Regions from separate parts of the Mus musculus genome. Here region 1 is linked to region 2. Evidence: chromatin contacts called from public Hi-C data. All regions are on one chromosome and are shown on one strand. The core of a region is the stretch at or near the end of the contact, and the rest is flanking DNA. Distances in the headings are between cores, read along the strand shown. Region 1 holds the start of Gm40578 (a long non-coding RNA gene). Region 2 holds the start of Mark3 (MAP/microtubule affinity regulating kinase 3).

What was found. A called contact is a pair of places that touch in the nucleus more often than the background predicts.
Region 1: a contact with region 2 is called in a Hi-C map of astrocytes, with 3 times the contacts expected there. The contact joins the enhancer-like site here to the promoter of Mark3 in region 2. A contact is called at or near these places in 8 of 39 promoter capture datasets (the 3T3-L1 cell line, 3T3-L1-derived adipocytes, embryonic stem cells and 3 more), 4 of 484 Hi-C or Micro-C datasets (astrocytes, nephron progenitors and uterus), 7 of 115 datasets of contacts at active chromatin or transcription factors (the SCID.adh cell line, bone marrow-derived macrophages, craniofacial prominence and 2 more) and 3 of 9 other capture datasets (adipose tissue, liver and pancreatic islet).

What each region holds. Positions count from the first base shown.
Region 1 is chr12:111,498,355-111,502,798 of GRCm38.p6, forward strand. Gm40578 (a long non-coding RNA gene) reads right to left here and starts at 4,355. Exons shown (of 3, transcript XR_003950153.1): 1 at 1,111-4,355; 2 at 1-3. Within about 2 kb of position 1,492, at least 11 of the 459 cell types and tissues checked have an H3K27ac peak or open chromatin away from gene starts, as enhancers often do. A contact at or near this core is called in astrocytes, where this site is marked.
Region 2 is chr12:111,572,989-111,578,046 of GRCm38.p6, forward strand. It overlaps Mark3 (MAP/microtubule affinity regulating kinase 3), which reads left to right and starts at 1,533. Exons shown (of 18, transcript NM_001370744.1): 1 at 1,533-2,113. The coding sequence starts at 2,063. 2810029C07Rik (RIKEN cDNA 2810029C07 gene) reads right to left here and starts at 1,414. Exons shown (of 2, transcript NR_045295.1): 1 at 885-1,414; 2 at 1-752.

The sequences.
Region 1 (4,444 bases), core at 242-2,741, 75 kb before region 2:
GGGCTATACAAAAAACAAAAACAAACAAACAAAAACACTGTCACAAAACAAACCAAAACAATAAACAAACAAACAAATACTTGTTTTTATATTTGTGCATTTGTGGGTATGACTGTGTCTGTGCACGCTATGTGTGTGTGTGGGGGGGGGGGATGACATACACACCATAGACATCAGAAAAGGGCATTAGATCCCTAAAACTGGAGTTGGGGGTGACTGTGTGCTGCCAGAAGTGTGGGACCCTAATGGCCATAGTCCACCATATGCTTTCCACCTTCACCATAACGGGCATTCCTCAACAGATAACAACTGAAAACAGCTCTGCCTTTACCAGTTCCCAATTCAAACCTTCTGCTCACAATGAGAAATCCCCCACCACACAGGATTTCTTACAACCCCCAGAGCCAAGGGGAAGTGGAAAGAACACATCAAACCCTAAAAGCGCAACTTAAAGACAAACAAACAAAAACACTTACCACCCAACAAACAATTAGTGATGGCTCTGACTATTCAAAACACATTTAATATTTACAAGAGTGGCAAACACCCTCCCCATCTCCTCCATTGGCACTCACCAGGTCAACTCCTCTCATCCTGGTACAATGATGCGATCCCTTGGATGGGATTTAAAAGGGACCAGATCCCCTTCTCACAACCAGAAAGAGTTTTGTTTGTGTCGTTCCATGGGACCAGCCCAGGCCTATTTGGGTTCCAGTCAGAAATGCTCGACACCACCCCACCAACCAAGAAGATGGCCCACCCCTCCTGACAGATGAAGGACTGAGGAGGCCGAGGAGGTACCACCACTGGTAGATCAGGATCTCCTGGCAGGACATGCATGACCTAGTGGCAGCTGCCTAGGCCACGTGCCCCCCACAGGCTTCCCTCTCCGATGCTCTGATGGCTGCCTTTCTTTTTCTTCATTCCTAACCCTCCTGATACCCATCAATGGAGACCCTCTCTTTGCTAGAGAGGTGTATAATGGACACAGTAAGATCACAGGAACCCAGGACTGCCTCCTTGAAGGGTGCCGGACCTGGATTGAGATTCCGCTACACCCTAATTCCATCTCCCTCCACTACCCCCAGCCCTTTCCTCTGCTTCCCTTACCACAACGCAGGTGACTGCCTCCAGAAAGCCTCCATAGATGGAGGCTGCAGATCTTGGAGATGCTGAATGGAATCCACGCCCCTGGCCAAGGTGGCACCATGCTCACTAACATTAATACTCATTTTCAGCTTTCCATTGGTGGTCCCTGGGACAAATGATGATGAATGGGACTTGTGGGTAAGCTCTACCCTTACAGTTACGCCAAATACCCAGTAGGGGACCTGCACATCTCCCGACAACTCCTCCCTGCCTCCAAATTGGCCTTTACCCAGTTACCATTCTTTAACAGAATCAAACTCCAAAGGAGATTCAAGCCACCCTCTCCTGGCTACAATGTATCCATTAAACAGCGGGCCTCCTCCCCCTAGCCCTCCCCCTAGCCCTCCCCCTAACTCTCTTTGTGGACAGCTTTTGGGGCCCGCTTGGCAGAAATCTGACATTGGCCCAGGACAGGGAAGTAAGCTCTGGCAGGAATCTGATTTGGAGCTAGAAAAAAAGACAAACAAACAAAACACTTACCACCATTTTGAGCTAGAAAAAAGACGTAGGCTCAGATATCCTGGTCATCCTGATCAGCCCTTAGATAAAGTGATCATGGGGCTTTGTTTATTGCCTTGCTTGTTCCTTGACTATTTGTGTTTATTGTCTTGTTTCTTCCTCAACCTAGAACTCACCTTATTATTTGCATGTAATTAAAGTGGTATAAAAGCAGACTGGAAAAAAAAAATTAACCTGACTCAGCCTCAGAACCAGCTGGGGTCATGCTAGAAAGTTGTCTAGTTGTCTTTTTTCTTTTTGATCCTTGCTCCTGCGCTGGAGAACCTGTTGACTGACTGAGCTGGCTTGGTCATCTCTCTACGCCTTTTCTTTTGCACTTCCCCCTCCCATCCACTGTTGGCAGCTGATCCCATTAACGACTCGATTCATGAACCCTGTGGGCCTTACCCACACAAAACTTACAAAACATTCCTTCTTTTAATCTATCCTCCCCCTTTGCCTCATAGGCCCTCTTCAAGGTCCCATCCTACACACTGCAGTAACATCACGGTCACCAAGCCAGTATGTGTTACCCTTCCCCCTTGCTCTTCTCCGGTGCAATAACATAACCAGTTCCTGCATTAAACCCCGCTTTTCAAAGTTTCTGCACCCCTGCAACGATTGTTCCCCAGGTTTATCTCTATGAGCCCAAAGAACGCACTTTACAGCTGGGAGGGGACCAGGGACGTCTTCATCCCTCTGTCCACCATCTCAACTGGGCGTCATGAGCCCCGCTGGAGCAGCCCTCGTCCAGACACACCATCTGGCTGGCGATTTCCAGGATAAGTTTTACCCAGCTGTACCTTCCTCCTTGGACAGTCTCTAGTCCCTCCATCGACAGATCTCCCCCCTCCCCCCCCCAGCAAGGGTTGTTCTACAGAACTCTAGACTTATTGGCTGCTGAGCAGGGAGGGGCGTGGCTTGCATTGTGTTGGGGGAAGAATGTGGCTCCTTTGTCAATGAATGGGGCTGGTGGAACAAAACTGACAAAGGCTCAAAGATCTCCAGGGAGACCTCAGGACATGCTATGCACCCAGCACCCTACCCCATGGTACCCACCCTGATGGCTTGGCTCCTCCCCTTCTCCTCCTGGTACTTTGCCCCATCCAGTTTCCAAAACAACAGATAAGTAGCAGTGCACGAACCACTGCCAATCAGGTTCTGGTCCAGTATCAAACCATCCCCCACATGGATGCTGACTTTGATGATACTGCCCTCTTATAAAGCAAGAGAGAGGAGCTGTGGGACCTTCATGGCCCAGGGTTACAGAGGAGCTTCAAACCCAGACACCTCAAACTTGAGGACAGAAGGAGTTGGCTCCCTCCTGCTTCCCAATCTGTTCCATAAAACCAGCCCCGCTAACCCTAGTAAGAATTTATTACCCTGACAGTAACCAAGCTTCACTCCTTGTTTGACCTTATAGGGTCCCTACACACACACACACACACACACACACACACACACACACACACACACACACACACACACACACATTAAAAGCCCCTGAGTATGTAGATAAAGCATCTTCCAACAGCCCTGACCCCTGCCCTGGTACACACACAGCCATATAAACCTTGCCCCAGAGACTCTGGCCACCTCTCCAGGGGCATAAGTACCCCTCAGTAAATGGAACCATTTCTCTGAAGCTGTTCCCAGCTGTTCATTACCCAAGCTAGATCCTGCACTGCACTCACCTGCACCCAGCTAAGCGTCCCTCCCTCTAGTCCAGCTGGTTCCAGAACGAGCCTAGCTACCCTGAGGGGAAAGCAGATGCAGGGTGGCACAGAAGTATGTGCAGAGAACTAAACTCAGGTCCTCTGGAAGACCAGTATCTCCCACTTAACCTCTAAGTCGTCTCTCCTGCCCCAGGTATTAAAAAAAAAAAAAAAGGCACAGGTAACCAGGTATGATAGCCCATGTCTCTAATCCTAGCACTCAGGAGTCAGAGGCAGACAAAGCTCTGTGAGGCCACCCTGGTCTACATAGTGAGTTCTAGGCTACCCAGGGCTACAAAGTAGGAACCTGCCTTTAAAAAAGTCCCAGGTAAGTCTCGGTGCAGAGTACATGCCTCACAATGCTCCTGCAGGTAGGCCCTTCTCTCCTCATGCCCATGTGACTATGGTATTCAAACATCCCTACCATGAGCCACCAAGGGGACCCTAGAGACCCCATAAAGCCACAGACTGCAAAGGGAGTAGAACCTGGCATGCCAGACTGACCCCCCCACAAGTTTAGGCACTGGCTCCCTTTCTTTTATTCTGCTCCCCGACCCCCAAGACAGGGTTTCTCTGTACAGCCTTGCCTATCCTGGAACTTGCTCTGAAGACCAGGCTGGCCTAGAACTCAGGGCTGAGATTAAAGGTATGCACCACCACCACCCAGCCCCCTTTCTATCTTAACTCTACTGACAAACAATAGCCAACTTTGACGCTGTGCTCAAGCCCCGGGAACTGTGTACATTGTGTAATGACTTCTGTCTCTGTGAACACACACATGAACACGGGAAGAGCAGCAGCGGGAGGTAGAGACTGACAGGGGCTCTACAGATTTTTCAACTTCCAAGTCGATGTTCTGAGCAGTGGATCAGTGGGGCTGAAAAGCAATTCCGGGGATAAAAGCATTTGTTACTGTTTCAGAGAACCTGGTTCTGTTCCCAGCACCCACATGGTGGCTCACAACCATCAATAACTGCAGTTCCAAGGGATTTGATGCCCTCTTCTGAGTTCCTTAGGAATCATCAGGCATGCATATGGTACACACACACACACAAGTGGAAACTTAAGGGTTCTTTGGAAAG
Region 2 (5,058 bases), core at 283-2,782:
GGATAGGATGCCCTCGGTTGGTCTCTTAGCTGTGGAGCACGTGTCCACTCATCACAACCTACATTTCAGTTGAACTGTGTGGAGCAAACATTTGATTCAGAGGCTTTCCTCTGCAGTCCTCTGCTTAACCAAAAAGGGAGAAAGAGAATAACATTTAATAACCCATCTGGTGCCCCGAGCACACCCCTAAGAGGGTGAGATAGGAGCTCTGAGTGCGTCTTGGCCCCGGCTTGTTTTGTCTTGGGACCCTCTGGCCTCTCTGGATGTGATGCTGGTGTTTGAAGATCTGTTGTTTCACAAAGCAGGATACACCAGGATATCGGGGTGTTGGGGGGGCAGAACCAAAGCAAGCAAACAAAACATAAGAAGGAAAGAAAGCAAAGTTTAGTCACTCACAAGTTTAGCCATTTCTAAAGCTGTAGGAATGGGGTTCAGATCCTTCTATAACCAACACCACCGATGGCCTGGGTAAAGTAACCAACTTACCCAGACTTTAGGTCACGTGCTGTGCCTGAGCATCTTATGCGGCTACACTGAGGCTTAATGAATAACCGGCACAAGGTGGACTATTAGTAACAGTTTGTCTTACCCCGGCTCACATAGCCCTCCCTCCTCTACCAATGGATTCTCTCCTTAGAAGACATAAAGAGGTGACACGCTGAGCAGGCCTTCTAGAAGAGGCAGCATATTCAGAGTTCCACCTGCAGGTCACTCCCTGGTCCAAGCCTGTAGCAATATCGCTCTTCAGAAGACTGAAGTAAGAGAGGGAGAGGCGAGAGAGGAGGAAGGAGAAAGGGACAGAGGGGAAAAGTGAGGGATAGAGGGAGTGAGAGAACGAAAGGGAGAGGAAGAGACAGAGAAATATTGATTATATAAGCCCCTACCGGCATTTAGGATCTGATCCTGGGGGCGTCTACGTGATCTCATCGAGTCCCTCTTCCCAGCTTTTTGTGCTACCTTGTTATTTTATACTTCACTCTTTCATCCGAATGGGTATTCAATTGAGCCGGCTCCGATAACCAGTGGCTCCTTAGTCAGAGGCAAAAAAGTTCTTTGGCTGGATGCTAGATGCCTCGGTTACGAAGCAGGAGCCTGGCTCCTTCCTCTTCAGCTAGACCAGTGACTGCTGCTTCGCTGCTGGAGCTCCATCCTTTGCAGCGTGGCCGCGGGAAAGAAAAGTCAATTTTTGCAAACAGTAGGCTCTTCATGTGTAGTATAATCCAGACAGCCTAGATCTGTACTCTGCAAATGCCAGCCCAGCAGTCGGGCACAGGATGCCCTCTAGGGAAGTGGTCCGGAGGGGTCAGGGATGCCCAGGCAATCTGGACCATTGGAACTCTCCGCCCGCTAGAGAGGAGACCAAGCAAGACCTTTCCGACGGCACCACCCCCTCAGACCCAACAGGACGAGTCGCCCCTAGCAACAGCAGCCGGCAGCTAGCTCCGACCGCGCTGATTGGCGGAACTCCAGGCGGCCGTAGCGTCACTTCCGGCAGCCGGAGGCAGCGGAGGAAGCCGAGGCGCGGCCATCTTGAGTCTGTAAGGCTCCTGAGGTGCCGGGAGCGGCGGTGGCAGCCGGCAGGGCGAGGCCGGGCGGAAAGCGAGCCGGAGAAGGGAAAGCAGCCGGGCGTGGGCGCCTCCTCCGCGGCTCCCTCCATGGTCGGCGCCTGCAGGCCGCGGCGGCCTGTCTTGCGCTCCATCTCCGCTCCATCCTCCTGCGCTGCTGCCTCTTCAGGGGCTGCCGGCCGCGCCGTGTCGAGCCCCCGGGGCTGAGCTCCGCGGCGCTGCGGCTGCGAGCGGCGAGGAGGCGCGGGGCCCGCGAGGCCCGTGAGGTGCCCTGAGGCTTGCGGCGGCGGCCAGCCGGCCCGCTTCCAGTGCGGCCGCCGGCGCTGGGGGAGAATGAGCCCCGGGGCCCGCGGGCGCACGGCCCGGGCCAGGCCGGAGATCTAGACTCCGGCCAGGGAGGGCAGGGCCCGGAGGCTCGCGGCCGCTGCTCGCCGGCCGCCCAAAGCTGGGCGGTTTTGTTTTCGCCTTGGCGTTGTGCGGAATCAAAGCGCAATAAGATGTCCACTAGGACCCCTTTGCCAACGGTGAATGAACGAGACACTGAAAACGTGAGTGGACTGCGCTGCAGGGTGGCAGACCCTCAGGGTGGTAGCAGGGGGATCCAGCCCAGATGCTCCAGGCAGGGGTCAAGGCGCAGCCCTGTCCTGCGGCGCGCGTGCGGCCTGCGCGCTGTCCTTACGGTCGGCTGAGCATTACCCGTCCGTGCGCTGCTGCGGCCAGTGCGCGGTTGAACACAACTCTCCTCTTAACGTCGGGCAGGGTCTGAGCCTGCCAGTCAGACCTAGGTGCAGATTAATAGGATCCAATCGGGTCGAGCGGAGCGCCCTTTAAAAGGGGACTAAGTTTAATGACAACTGCCAAAACTAAGTGCCCCGTGGAGAGATCCTTGTGGGCCCCCGTAGTTCCCGCACTCACAAGAGTAGTTCTCTGCTCCAGAGCCGCTGCCTTTATCAAGGAGTAGCTTCCCGTCCTTGGCAAAGCTAAATCTGTTCGGAAGCAGCGGGCTGAGTGTTTTGAGAAGCAGATGTGAAGCTCTGCTCTGTTCTGCTGCCCGGCCGAGGGACACCCACTGGGTTGCCTTTTCCTTCCGCTGCAAAAGGTTGGCTTGGAGTAGCTCTCAGGCCCGGTCCAGTGTGCACACCCAGCAAATCTATGTAAAAGGATTTTGTTGGAAAGGACCTGCAGAACCAAACCAAACCACAGCCTGGAGCAGCATTGCTAGGGAGTGACAAACGTGTAGTAGAAGTTCTACTGAAGAAATGTTTGACCTGCCCAAGTGTTTTTTGAACTCTTCTTCCGCATCGGATTCCAAAGTGTTCCAGCCTAGCTTTGTCCTCTGTAAAGCATTTAGTAAATAACTTGTAAAGAAACTTCACTGGCCTTTCATTATGCGGAGCTATGAGGTAACTGCTGGCAAGAAAATGCAGTCTCTTTGGAAAAGCTTTCATGCTTCGGGTGTTTTCATGCTTTGAAAACCATCCTTAGACATGGTGACCTAGTGGTATCAAATGCCTTCATTTTAATCTTCAAAATGACACTTGTGCTTGATAGCTATTAGGTAATTTAATCTATTTGGTCTAAGTCATCTCTGTGGTGTGTTACTATACAGTTGTATATGTTCTTCCCCCTGAGATAGATAGAAGATTTCCTAACTGGGAGAGCTTAGACTAGACCTTTTCCCTCCTCTTCCTTCCTCACCCTTCTCCCCTTCTTTCTCTTTTTTTTCTCTTCCTCACTTCTTTGTTCCACAGTTCTTGCTGTGTTGCTTGGGCTGTCTAAGGGAGCCTCTGCCTCAGTTTCCCCACAGCAGAGGATACAGACACATCCACCTGAGACCTTTCCTCTTTATGTTCTTTTGAAGAAACTTATCTTTGACCTGATTGATCATCATATTCTTTGGCTACCCTAAAAAATGAAGCAAGTAAATCAGTTGATTGGCTTTGATCATTGAAATCAAAACTTTAGGTAGAACTAGAACTTATGCTTTCTAAATTGAAGAAACAGGTTTATGATAATGAAAGACACCATTTTAGTCTTCTTTAAATTTCTATACTATCATCTGTCTGTCTATCTAATCTGCCATGTCTGTCTGTCTGTCTGTCTGTCTATCTATCTATCTATCTATCTATCTATCTATCTATCTATCTATCTATCTATCTAATCTGCCATGTCACTGTGTAGCTCTGGCTATCCTGGAATTCTCTATGTAGACTAGTGACCTGCCTGCCTCTGCCTCTGAAGTGCTGGGGTTTAAAGGCATGCTCCACCCTGCCTGGCTTTAACAGTATATTTCATGGGGGTGGGAGGACTCAAGGAGAAGTAGTCTATTTTTAGTCTGGAATGCATGGTTTTAGGTAGTTATTTGTGATTATTTTAGACTGAAGTGGCTCATTCTTCCCATGTTCTTTGTCAATTTGTTAAGTTGTTTTGTGATTTTGTATGTGGTAGAATTGCTACCTTTGTTTTTAAAAACAACCTAAGGGCTAGAAATGTGCCTCAGTGATAGAGAGAAAACTTTAGGATGTGAAGGATGCCTTATTCTTTTTCTTTTTCCTTTTCTCTTCTTTTCTCTTCCTTCCTTCCTTTCCTTTCTTCTTTCTTTTTTTGGTTTTTCCAGGCAGGGTTTCTCTATATAGTCCTGGCTGTCCTGGAACTCACTTTGTAGACCAGGCTGGCCTCGAACTCAGAAATCCATCTGCCTCTGCCTCCCAAGTGCTGGGATTAAAGGCGTGTGTCACCACCGCCCGGCATATGCTTTTTGTTTTTGTTTTGTTTTTTTGGTTTTTTTGGGTTTGGTTTTTTGAGACAGGATTTCTCTATATAGCCTTGGCTGTCCTGGAACTCACTTTGTAGACCAGGCTGGCCTCGAACTCAGAAATCCACCTGCCTCTGCCTCCCGAGTGCTGGGATTAAAGGTATGCGCCACCACGTCCCGCGCTTTTTGTTTTGAAGATAGGATTTCTCTGTGTATATCTGGCTGTCCTGGAACTCACTCTGTAGACCTGGTTGGCCTCAAATTTAGAGGTCTGCCTGCCTCTGCCTTCTAAGTGCTGGGATTAAAAGGTGTTTGCCATTGGGTTGGAGAAATGTCTCAGCTACTAAGAGCATCGACTGCCCTTTCAGAGGTCCTGAGTTCAACTCCCAGCAACCACATGGTGGCTCACAACCATGTAATGGGATCAATGCCCTCTTCTGGTGTGTCTGAAGACAACTACAGTGTACTCAAATAAATAAAGTAAATAAACCTTAAAGAGAGAGAGAGAGAGAGAGAGAGAGAGAGAGAGAGAGAGAGAGAGAGAGAGAGAGAGAGGGGCTTGCCATCACTGACCAGCCACTTTAAATTTATTATCTTATTTATTTAGGTCTTTTGTTTTTGTTTTTTTGAGACGGGGATTCAATATGTAGCCCTGGCCACTCTGAAACTCACTCTGTAGAAGAGGCTGGCCTCAGCCTCAGAGATATGCCTGCCTTTGCCTCTCTACTGCTAGGATTA